Regions from separate parts of the Mus musculus genome. Here regions 2, 3 and 4 are each linked to region 1. A link is a contact called in public promoter capture Hi-C data. All regions are on one chromosome and are shown on one strand. Each heading gives the region's core, a stretch centred on a gene start, on an enhancer-like site or on the middle of the called end of the contact. The rest is flanking DNA. Distances are from core to core; before and after follow the strand shown. Region 1 holds the start of Casp7 (caspase 7). Region 2 holds the start of Afap1l2 (actin filament associated protein 1-like 2). Region 3 overlaps Afap1l2 (actin filament associated protein 1-like 2). Region 4 overlaps Afap1l2 (actin filament associated protein 1-like 2).

Region 1 (2,597 bases), core at 59-2,558:
GTGTACTAATGGTAGCTGAGTGAGTAATCAGATTTCCTGCCTCCAGGCTCCTGCCTCGACTTCCCTCAATGACAGACTGTGACCTGAAGTCGTCAAATGAAATAAAGCCTTTCCTCTCTATGGTCATGGTGTTTATCCCAGCAAGAGAAAGCAGGCTAAGCAAGTTGATTGAGGTGGGTCTTCCTGAGGAAACAGGCTGCCTGCTTCCCAAACACAGCAACATTGAACAGGCTCACCTCCTGCCCAAATGCATACTTCCTTAAGTGAAAAAGTCCCGAGGCTGCCACCCAACCCATCAGTGTCACCTGAGGTTCACACCATGAGGGAACTAGAGACTTTGCCCATGTCCTATAGGAGGTTGCAGAGTGGCAGATTGTAATGCTAGGCTTTAACAATATGGACAGGGGTGTAAGGTTACGCTGGCCAAAATCTGAAGGAAGAAACAGCTTGTCAACAGAAAACCAGGGCCTTATCAGTTATCTCAGCTCAAGAGAAAGGCCTGTGAACTGCTTACAAACACCGCCTGTGCCTACTAATAAACTTACTTCCCCATAAACCCGAAAGGCCAAGGAGTAAAGGTGAGGTGTCGCCTGGAGCTCATACTGACAAGTGTCGCTTGCCAGTTTTTCACCAGTCTTAAGTCACTGTAAGAGTCTAAGAGTCCCGATGCAAGGGTCCCCAGACAAGAAAGAGTGTTTCAAGCACACTTCGCCTAGGTTAAAGACCTATGCACCTAACTCCCTCTTTCCCTGAGCACAAGCCACCAGAACCGCCCAAGATTCCCATTAAATGGACCCGGCAGCGCCTAAGTTCCCGGTCTGACAAGGTAGTCCTTGCGGGTTCAAACAACCACATCTACTGCCCTACACCCGCTCTTTCTTCCCTGTTACATCCGGAATGGCACCGGATGTCGTGAGACCCTGGTCCAGAAGACCAAGGGACCGCCGTGCCGAGCAAAGCGGGCGATGGCCAGGCATGTTGGAGAGCCTTCCGCGCCACAGCGCCCTGCAAGCAAGTTCTGCGAGCCTGCGGGAGGGAGGGGGACTCTGGGCGGGGACGCGCGGGAGGAAGGAGCTCGCGGAAGAGGGGAGGGAAAGCCGCGATGGCGGCCCAAGTTACCGTTCCCACGGCGGCGGCCAGGAGCCCACGGCAGCGTCCGTCCTCCGCAAGGGTCGAGGGCAGCTTTGGGAAAACTGAAAGCAAAAGTCCCAGAGGCGGAGGGGGAGGAGCGGGCGGGCCGGACGGGGCTGTGCCTGCAGCCCGGGAAAGCTGGGGGCGAGCGGGAACGCGCGCTACGGAGCCCGCCGCGGGAGAAGCTCGCGCGGGAAGCTCGCGCGGGAAGCCCTCGCCGCCCACGTGCTGCGTCCCCCCCTCTGCGACGTTTGGGCGACCCCTGCGGCTGCAGGAACTGGGCAGATAGAGCGCTCCCTACAGAACTGGCGGGCTCTGCAAAACTGCCAGCCAGAAAAGTGACCGTGACCCCGGGCTACCTGCTGCAAATCTGTTAAGTTCTCTGAAAATATGACTGCGCGCTTGGTCCAGACCTCTGCGAAGTTGGCAAGCGTCACCGGCACGGGAGGAGAGCGGCCCTGCAAATTGGGGCTATCCCTGTCCCCTCCTCTATGCCACATATGCAAATTTCCCCGCGCTCACCAGAGAGGAGTACTAAGAGACTCTAAAACTGTAAACGTCAAAAGTTCCACTGAGAACGCATTCTACAAAACTGTCTACCCAGCAGATGGACCCAAAATTCTGACTTGCTCTCCGCGATGGGGCACCTGTCTCGTTCTGTTTTTGTTTTTTACCTTTTTCCTAACACAAGCTGCTTCTCGACCAGATACTGTGCACCACCAGTCGCTTTAGTCTGATGTCTTCCCAGACGTTGTTGGGGAGGGGGGCGAACTTTGTCTTAAACACGTTTATACCTCCCAAACCCAGCTTGCACGGATATTGCGCCAAAATCATCATCCATGTGTGCTACCTCCCGTGTCAGGCACTAGGTTTGAGGAAGCAGACAGTGAGCTAACATGGGTTCCTGTTCATGTCATCTTCGACACAGACAGACAGACAGACAGATCTGGGCTTCCATCTGTAGACGCTTCCAATTCCTCCCCTCCACCTAGAGTTCTCAGAACAGCTCATTCACTCACACTGAAGCAAGCTATGTGAGAGAACTTTGTGAAAACGCCAGAGATACTCGATTCTCAGACCTACAGGTCTCCGGAGCCATCAAGGCTATTTTATTTGCTAGCATGGTTTTTCTTGAACCCCAGAGTTTTAGCACTAACTCTAGAATCTCAGCCAGTATGGGCACTTTCAATTCTTAATATGCCTGCCCTCCTTCTTATTTAATAATGCTAGTGTCCCTGAACTGTGGAGGCAAATGTTGGGGTAAGCCATGGCTCACGCTATGGTGATTTGCTTTTTAAAACTGACAGTCCTTTGAAAAATGAAGAAATCCTATCTCCACTATAATTTATCTTTGTGTAAACCATGACTTTTTCCAGGGTAGTCCTAAAACGTGGAACATTTAACAACCAATCTCTACTTATTTGGTGGTGAGGAATGTGAGAAGCTGCCCACCTGACAGCACCAGG
Region 2 (2,597 bases), core at 60-2,559, 610 kb before region 1:
AGGGCTCCACTGAGAGTAGTCTGGAACCACCACAGAACGGAGGGTGTGTGCCCTGCTGGGCCATTTGCAAGAGGAAGAAAGGGGTAGGAATGAGAACACTAAGGCAGAAACACAGCTGCTCGACTGTTTGAGGGCTACTGTACAGGAGGCCAGCGGAATACCTCTTCCTACCCTGATTCTCTTGGGAGATGCCCATTCTTGCTGCCAACTGTGTGTGTGTGTGTGTGTGTGTGTGTGTGTGTGTGTGTGTGTGTGTACTTGCATGTGTGTTCATGTGCATGTGGCATGTGGAGGTCTCTGACCTACACACATAAGACTTGGAAGTAGGCATCCCTAGGGCTCCTCCCATGTGACTTTGTCCACCCCCTTCCCCCTAAACTTGTTTATACTACAGGAGACAGACAGCGACCTGCTACCTCAGGGTGAATGGGCAAACTGAAAGGCTGGGGTTTTGCAGCCCTGAGCGAGGCTCCTGGCTGGCTAGGAGGGCTCTGTTCACGTGAGCTGCTGCTCTAACTAGGAAAAGTGTTTGTGCAGATCGCTGGGCGGAAGATCTGCAGAGATCAAAGCTGACTCTGCTGCTCCAAGGAAGCATGAAGGGGGCTCTCGGAAAACAACAAACCTTCCCTAAGTGTATATTCCGGGCCTTTGTCGAGAGTCCAAGCATGGTTTAAAAAGTGAAATCCGAAAGTTTAAAAGAAAACGTAGCCGGGCGTGGCGGCGCACGCCTTTAATCGCAGCACTTGGGAGGCAGAGGCAGGCGGATTTCTGAGTTCGAGGCCAGCCTGGTCTACAAAGTGAGTTCCAGGACAACCAGGGCTATACAGAGAAACCCTGTCTCGAAAAACCAAAAACAAACAAACAAAACAAACAAAAACCCCATAATCTTTGGAGAGGATTTAGGAATTTGGAAGGATTGGAGGGAATCAAAAGAAAAGGATTAAATGTGTTCCGAGGTGAAAATAACCTCGGACAGGTGCCATCTTTTCTTGAAGACCAGGCTTGCTGAGGAGGCTCCAGACACTGTAATCCTCCTCAGGAAAGCCTAGGCTAAGACGCCCATAAAATCTGGGCTCAGGCAGCAGGCTACAAGGAGGTCATTTCCTGTGCTCTAAAGTGTGCACGATGTACAGGTGCCAGGCAAGGTGGACTGAAAGCCGGCCCCCAGCGGCTTCTAAATTCAAGGAGCTAATCCAGGAGGGCCCAGGATGTGGGCGCACTGGCTTGATGGATCAAGCAGGAGGCGCTCTAGGTCCGTCTCCACCTCCCCGCTGGCCCTCAGTCTCCTCCTCCCGGCATTGGGTTCGCAGTCTCAACACTGGAGAAAACAGATCTTGGTGGAGACCTACGGGAGCTCGCTGTTCCCGGAGTCTTCCCCGGGCTTTGAGGACGTCCCAGGCTCTTTCTTTCGCGCCGCCGCCCTCGGGCCAACTTGGAGGAAGTGATCTGCGTTCGGGACGGGGAGCCCAGTGCGGGGTGCGTGAGGACCAGAGCGCTGATTGTCCTGACCGGCTGTGGAGATCCCTGGCGGGGTCCAGGGCGGCTCGGGTGGAGTCAGGATCGGAGGGCTAGGGGCGCGGCGGCCACTCCGGGAGGTCGGGCGGCGAGCGTGACTTCACTGGGAGGGGCCAGCGCTCAGCGGGGGCGCGGAGCCCAGCGCGGAGTCCAGCGCGGAGAACTCAGCGCGGAGCCGATAGCAGCGCACACCGTGCCCGGGATGGAGCGCTACAAAGGTGAGGGCGCAGGGCGCACCTACTTGCTCCGGGTATCCCGGACTCAGGTGTCCAGAACGGACAGTCTACGCCCAAGGGACCGCAGCCCTAGAGAGGGCGACCGAGGAGTCACGAACAGGGCGGTGGGCTTCTGGGCGTAGAATGCCGTCCGTGCTATTTGATACTCCTGGGCCCCTGGGGCAGAGGTCTCTGCTTGGAGGTCAAAGTGAGGCTTCTCACCTGTTGGAGAACCGAGGGTGTGTCCTGAGCCATCCCGTCACCCCCAGTTTCAGTTTGCCTTGGGGAAAAGATGTCTACAGTCGAGGGGGGCCCTAGTAAGGTCTCAACAGTAAGGGGCTGCTGGGGGCAAAGGGGCGAGTTGTAGGGCTCTTTCTATGGATGCTGCCTTGTTGAGGGGCTTCTTGCAGATTCCCGGAAAAGTCTTGTCCGGTAGCAGAAAAAACTCCTAATGTGGTGGGGTGGCGTGCTATTCTGTTCTTGACAAGGTCCGTCTCTCTACCACTTTGTAACCTGCCTCGCCATGCCCTTTGCGGATCCTGCACCCCAAAGCTGCGTGGGGGGGGTGTGAGTTAGGAGCCCAGTGGACTGCCCAGCAGGTGGAGCGCCCGTAGGCGTCCTGGCAGCTGAGCGAGCTTGGATTTGGCTCTGGCCAGGGATCTTGGCCAAACCATGGTGGGAGGGCCGGTCCGGATATGCCCGAAGGGTTTTGGAGCCCCAGGGCTGGAATCCAGAAACCTCAGATAGTAGGTCCTTTGAAAAGGGGGTTCAAGGTGCTGCCCCTGAGGCAGATGCGTCGGTGCGCCCCTACATGCCTCCCTCTGGGAAAAGGGTCTTGTACTCGCTCTTTTTAGGGGTTGTCTAAGT
Region 3 (2,597 bases), core at 69-2,568, 540 kb before region 1:
TACCGACACTATGACCTCAGGATGAAGGGAGCTATGGGAAAAAGATCGGGCAGGTAACTGCAGGAGCAGAATTCTGGGCAGAGAGCAGAAGGGTTCTTTAGTCAGAGAAGAGTCCGCTGTGGCAGGGCAGGGCCGGGTGAGTTCAGAGGCGAGCGGAGTGGAGCGTACAGAAGGGCTGCAGAGAGAACACACTGAGGACTTTGGTTTTTCCTGGAATGGGACTGTAAGCCTTTCTTTGCAGGGCAGCTCATGACTGGCCTGGCTTAGGTTTTGGACATATTGCGAATGGGCTATCCGCCCTGAGCTGAATGCCAGGATCCCAGTCTTCTTGGCCAAGGTCCTCAGCTTACAGAAGCTGGCCTTTTGTCACTATCATGAGGTACCTGGGATAAATAACTTCTGAGGTGAAAAGGAACTTTAGGGCCACAAGTTTAGGGCCTCTAGTTCAAGACTGGGCAGGCACATTGTTCTAGGCTGCATTGGGACTGTAAGAGGCCACGTGCAACGTGATCACCTCAAAGCCAACAAGCAAAAGCAGGGTTGGGAGCGATCCTTTGGTCCCTTTTGAGGACACCCCAGTACCAACGGCCTCTGACAAGGCCTCACTGTTTTATCTGAGCTTTTTTTAAAGTAAGGAACCTGTTTATTTTTATCTGTCTGAGTGTTTTGCCTGTACATGTTTGTGCCTCGTAGCCAAGGAAGCCAGAAGAGGGCGCCAGAGTCCCCTGGAATTAGAGTTACAGGTAGCTGTGACCAGCCTGTGGGTGATCAGAATCAAACCTGTGTCCTCTGTAAAATCAGCAAGTGCAGTTAGCCACCAAGCCATCTCTCCAGTCCCCCCAAAACTCTCAATGGTCCAGAGTGTCTCTCAGTAACACCACACCGGGGACAAGTCGTCGATCAATGTCCCTCCAGGGCAGCACCATCAAGATTAGCATCTCCTCAGCCTCTCCTTTGTGAGACTGCTCCGTAGTCGTCACACAGCACTTGGCAAATGTCGAAGGTGAGGGTGGGTGCCCGGTGGTGGGGACGAACTTGGCTGAAGCGGGTGAGCCTTGTACACTTCTTCAACAAGAGGGACTAGAGTGAGTTGGGACCTGGAGCTGTGACTTGGGTTTTTCTCTTCCTTTTTAACCTATGGCACTCCAGTCCCAGGAACCGCGTGGGAGGCGAGGGCTTGTCGGGGGCCCAGGGTATTATAAGCGGTTGGCACTGTGGGCAGATGAGCTTCACCTTAGCCCACGGAGCCAGTGAGGTGCTGGGGAGTCACAGCCAGGCTGTGATTTCAGACCCAAGCCAACCAAGGGCGTGGCGATGCTGTCTGGGTGTATCCTGGAGGCAGAAACAGTGACTCACTAGTGAGCACCTCTGTGTATCTCCTCTCCTGGGTGTGGCCCCTGCCAGCCAGGACCTGTCTCCCAAACACACAGGGGCAGACTTTTCAACTCCACACAAACAAGTGGTCAGAAACACCCAGCCCCTTGCTGTTTGCTGCTTGCCCGTGCTTACTGCCTGGCCAGGGGCTTCCCACTGTGTCAGTTCTGACTCACCCCAGGGAGTGGGCCAGAGAAGTAGGGAGTGGGAAGGCTGCCCATCTCTCCTGCCATCATGAGGTCTAGGGACAACTTGGGAAGTTGGACATCCTTGTGACCTTTACCTGTGTGGCCAGCCAAATAGCCCTCACTTCCTGTCTGCTGTCCCCACACCTGCTTGAGCAGGGTGACCTGGTCTTAGCAAAAGGAAGGGTGAATAGGTATAGGGGTTGCTCCAGCTGGGTAGCTAACAAGATTGTGCTAGCTTTGTAGGTAAGGCCAGCTGCTGGGACTCTGTCCTGCTTCAGCAGTAATGTCCCAGCACTGTCCACAGAGCAGGGTCCTCTCTCTAACTGAGCACGCTGCACGTTCATGCTTGAGACATTACCGTCTCTCTGTTTGCCCAAGATGTCTTCGTCCTGATGCTGGGGGAAAAGACCATTTGCTGTAACACATAGCTCTCAGGCATTGGTTTCTACTCTGAGCAGCGTGGCATTTCTGATCCTGTGTAATGAATACTTGGGCGCCTCTAATCTTTGGCTCAGCCACCCTCCAGGGCAAAGAGGGACTAAAAAATGCCTGCCCGTTTCTTTTCTTTCTTTCTTTTTTTTTTTTTTTTTTTTTTTGGTTTTTCGAGACAGGGTTTCTCTGTCTAGCCCCAGCTGTCCTGGAACTCACTTTGTAGACCAGGCTGGCCTCGAACTCAGAAATCTGCCTGCCTCTGCCTCCCAAGTGCTGGGTGGGATTAAAGGCATGTGCCACCACCGCCCGGCTGCCTGCCTGTTTCTTAAAGGCACTGCCCAGACATGATGCAAGTCATTCTGTCCACACCCCTCTGGTGAAGACTGGCGGTCACCTCTAGTGGTCATGTGAACAGATCTCATGAATGACATCCTTGGCCTCTCCTGAGAAGTCCACGCCTCGGAGGAGACAGCAGTAGCTTCGGGTGCAGCAGTTCTCAACCTTCCCAATGCTGCAGCCATTTAATGTAGTTTGTCATTTATGGTGACCCCCCAACCATAAAATTATTCTCGTTGCTACTAAATATATATAATTTTGCTACAG
Region 4 (2,597 bases), core at 35-2,534, 520 kb before region 1:
GATGCTAACAGTGGTAGTGAGCCAGACAGAGTCTACCTGGATCTCACACCGGTCAAGTCCTTCCTGCACAGTAGCAGTGAGGCTCAGGCGCAGGCCTCTCTCCCAGCAGTGCCACATCAGGACGATGTAGCTGAGACCCTCACAGTAGACCCAAAGCCAGGCACCACCCCAGAGGAGCCCCACACAGAGTCTCCAGGAGACCCAGAGGTGCAGCAGGTACAAGCCATCCCAGCAACCGTACCCAGCCACCTCACCAAGCCCTGCAGTCATAGAGCAGTGTATGATCTGTCTTGGCAGAGGCAACCAGAGGTTCAAGAGTCTTCAGAGCCTATCGAGCCCACCCCGCGAATCACCATGGTTAAGCTACAGGCCGAGCAGCAGAGAATCTCCTTCCCAGCCAACTGCCCAGACACCATGGCTTCTGCCCCCATCGCTGCCAGCCCACCTGTGAAGGAGAAGCTGAGAGTGACCAGTGCAGGTATATGGACTAGATCCAGGCTTAGCGCTTTAGACATAGCGAGTCAGCCCGATCCTCTTCTTTCACACGAGAGGATGGGTTCACAGAGGTGAGGGAACCTGCCCTGGACCACCCCAACAACAAAAGTGAGGGACACATCCCACCCCATCACTGTAGGGCTGGCATCCAGCATGGGTGTTCCCCATGCCTCACCCATCCCTGCTGACACAAGCCGGTTCCTTCTCTGGTCTGTAGAGATCAAACTTGGGAAGAATCGGACAGAGGCGGAAGTAAAGCGGTACACGGAGGAGAAGGAGAGGCTGGAGAGGAGCAAGGAGGAGATCCGAGGGCACCTGGCTCAGCTCCGCAGAGAGAAGCGGGAGCTCAAAGAGACCCTGTTGAGATGCACAGGTAGGGGGCCTCTGCATGGAGGGCCAGGGTGGAACTTTGTCTCACTCAACACACACGGGCTTTGAGAGGGAATGAACCTGGATTTGTCATCTACCTCTGGATCCTTTGGCCTGAGTCCCCTCACCCTCACTCAGAAATGACCCTCTTCTTCTGGTCCTGTCTGAGGCTGTCTCTGCCTGGATCCATGAAACAGGGTCAACAGCACCAGCAGGTACTTAGGTTGTTCTCAGGTTGACGATCTGGGTCAGCTGACTGGTCTGCCAAGGCACCTCTATGCTAACCACGCCTGCAGTGCACTTCTTAATTTCCAGGCTCTGGTCTTAGGTGCACAAAGTCGGAGAGGAGAGCTTCCAGGTGATTTTCCAGTCTCAGCCGGCTCAGGCTCATGGGAGGTTTCCTAGCAACTGACCTCTGAGGCCTCTCAGAATTACTTGACCTGGATCTCATTTGATATTTAAATCACAGAGTTGCACTAGCGAGCACAACCAGCCTAACAGGTTTGGGGACAAATCCGACAGGTTCCTGGGAAGCTATGGCATGGCAATCAAAGGAAGACCTTAGGGACAGTCTCTCTACTTTTCAGTTGTCGGGATAGAGTCCATTTGTCTAGCAGTGAACCCATTTAATGTGCACAGGGCAGTGGGTTTTTAATATATATTCAGTTAGCAGTTTCACTGGTGACTTCTCCATTCTTATGACAAAAATACCATGACCAAGGTGATTTATAAAAGAAAGGATGTAAGGTGGGGCTCATAGTTCTGGAGAGGTTGAGTCCATGATAGTGAGTCATGGTGGGGAGATTGTGTCAGCCAGCAGGCAGGCACTGGAGAGGTAGCTGAGAGCTCAAAGTTGAGACAGAACCACAAAGCACAGAGAGCATTCTAACCGAGAATGACTGACGCACCCTCTCTCCAGAAAGGCCACACCTTCTCTCCAGCGGGGCCACACCTCCTAATCCTTCCCAAACAGTTCCACCTTCTGGAGACCAAGCATTCAAACATAGGAGCCCATGGACGTCATTCTCACTCAGACTACCACGTCATAATTTGTTTCTTGAACCCCAGAGAAACCTTCCTCTACCCAGCATGGTTCTCTATCCTCTCTACAGATAAGGGGGTCCTGGCCAAGCTGGAGCAGACACTGAAGAAAATAGACGAGGAATGCCGGATGGAGGAGAGCAGGCGTGTGGACCTTGAGCTCAGCATCATGGAGGTGAAGGACAACCTGAAGAAGGCAGAGGCTGGGCCCGTGACCCTGGGCACCACTGTGGATACCACGCACCTGGACAACATGAGCCCTCGTGTGAGTGCTGGGCTCTGGAGGGCCTGTGAGCTCTACACGGGGCCTCCTGGCACAGGGTGGTAGAGGTGGGTTTTATATACATAGTAATTTGACCCAGTCCTTGTTCTCCTTCTCAGCCACAGCCCAAAGCTGCCACCCCCAACCCCCCACCAGACTCCACGCCAGTCAACTCTGCATCTGTGCTCAAGAACAGGCCTCTTTCCGTCATGGTCACAGGCAAAGGCACTGTCCTGCAGAAAGCCAAGGTGAGTGGCCTCTCTTCAGCTGCAGATGAAGCCTTGTGGCTTTTGCACTAGCTCTGAGTGAGAGATATGCTCTCAGCAGAATGCCACTTGTGGCCCGGCCCGGGCTTTACCACTGATTAACCAGGAAAGTGCTTATATTTACCAAGTGTTCTTCCCAGTGAGCCTGAGGGCACCCCCACCCA

What was found. Promoter capture Hi-C pulls out the DNA fragments that hold promoters and counts their contacts.
Region 2: a promoter capture Hi-C map of stem cell-derived epiblast-like cells shows a contact between it and region 1, with 4 times the contacts expected there. The contact joins the promoter of Afap1l2 here to the promoter of Casp7 in region 1. A contact is called at or near these places in 11 of 39 promoter capture datasets (the 3T3-L1 cell line, the C10 cell line, cranial neural crest and 5 more), 1 of 484 Hi-C or Micro-C datasets (B cells), 3 of 115 datasets of contacts at active chromatin or transcription factors (astrocytes, embryonic stem cells and stem cell-derived neural progenitor cells) and 2 of 9 other capture datasets (adipose tissue and embryonic stem cells).
Region 3: a promoter capture Hi-C map of embryonic stem cells shows a contact between it and region 1, with 3 times the contacts expected there. The contact joins the enhancer-like site here to the promoter of Casp7 in region 1. A contact is called at or near these places in 6 of 39 promoter capture datasets (cranial neural crest, embryonic stem cells, liver and 1 more) and 4 of 9 other capture datasets (adipose tissue, embryonic stem cells, macrophages and 1 more).
Region 4: a promoter capture Hi-C map of the C10 cell line shows a contact between it and region 1, with 3 times the contacts expected there. The contact joins the enhancer-like site here to the promoter of Casp7 in region 1. A contact is called at or near these places in 19 of 39 promoter capture datasets (the 3T3-L1 cell line, 3T3-L1-derived adipocytes, the C10 cell line and 12 more), 1 of 484 Hi-C or Micro-C datasets (3T3-L1-derived adipocytes), 2 of 115 datasets of contacts at active chromatin or transcription factors (kidney and pancreatic cancer cells) and 3 of 9 other capture datasets (adipose tissue, embryonic stem cells and pancreatic islet).

What each region holds. Positions count from the first base shown.
Region 1 is chr19:56,395,840-56,398,436 of GRCm38.p6, reverse strand. It overlaps Casp7 (caspase 7), which reads right to left and starts at 1,308. Exons shown (of 7, transcript NM_007611.2): 1 at 1,120-1,308.
Region 2 is chr19:57,007,287-57,009,883 of GRCm38.p6, reverse strand. Afap1l2 (actin filament associated protein 1-like 2) reads left to right here and starts at 1,309. Exons shown (of 19, transcript NM_001177797.1): 1 at 1,309-1,733. The coding sequence starts at 1,718.
Region 3 is chr19:56,934,087-56,936,683 of GRCm38.p6, reverse strand. The region is part of intron 5 of Afap1l2 (actin filament associated protein 1-like 2); the gene reads left to right. Among named protein-coding and RNA genes, the nearest start is that of Gm38597, 42 kb to the left of the region's middle. Within about 2 kb of position 1,318, at least 55 of the 459 cell types and tissues checked have an H3K27ac peak or open chromatin away from gene starts, as enhancers often do. A contact at or near this core is called in embryonic stem cells, where this site is marked.
Region 4 is chr19:56,913,943-56,916,539 of GRCm38.p6, reverse strand. Afap1l2 (actin filament associated protein 1-like 2) reads left to right here. Exons shown (of 19, transcript NM_001177797.1): 14 at 1-216; 15 at 298-478; 16 at 713-868; 17 at 1,977-2,170; 18 at 2,287-2,415. Among named protein-coding and RNA genes, the nearest start is that of Vwa2, 41 kb to the right of the region's middle. Within about 2 kb of position 1,284, at least 28 of the 459 cell types and tissues checked have an H3K27ac peak or open chromatin away from gene starts, as enhancers often do. A contact at or near this core is called in kidney, pancreatic islet and stem cell-derived epiblast-like cells, where this site is marked.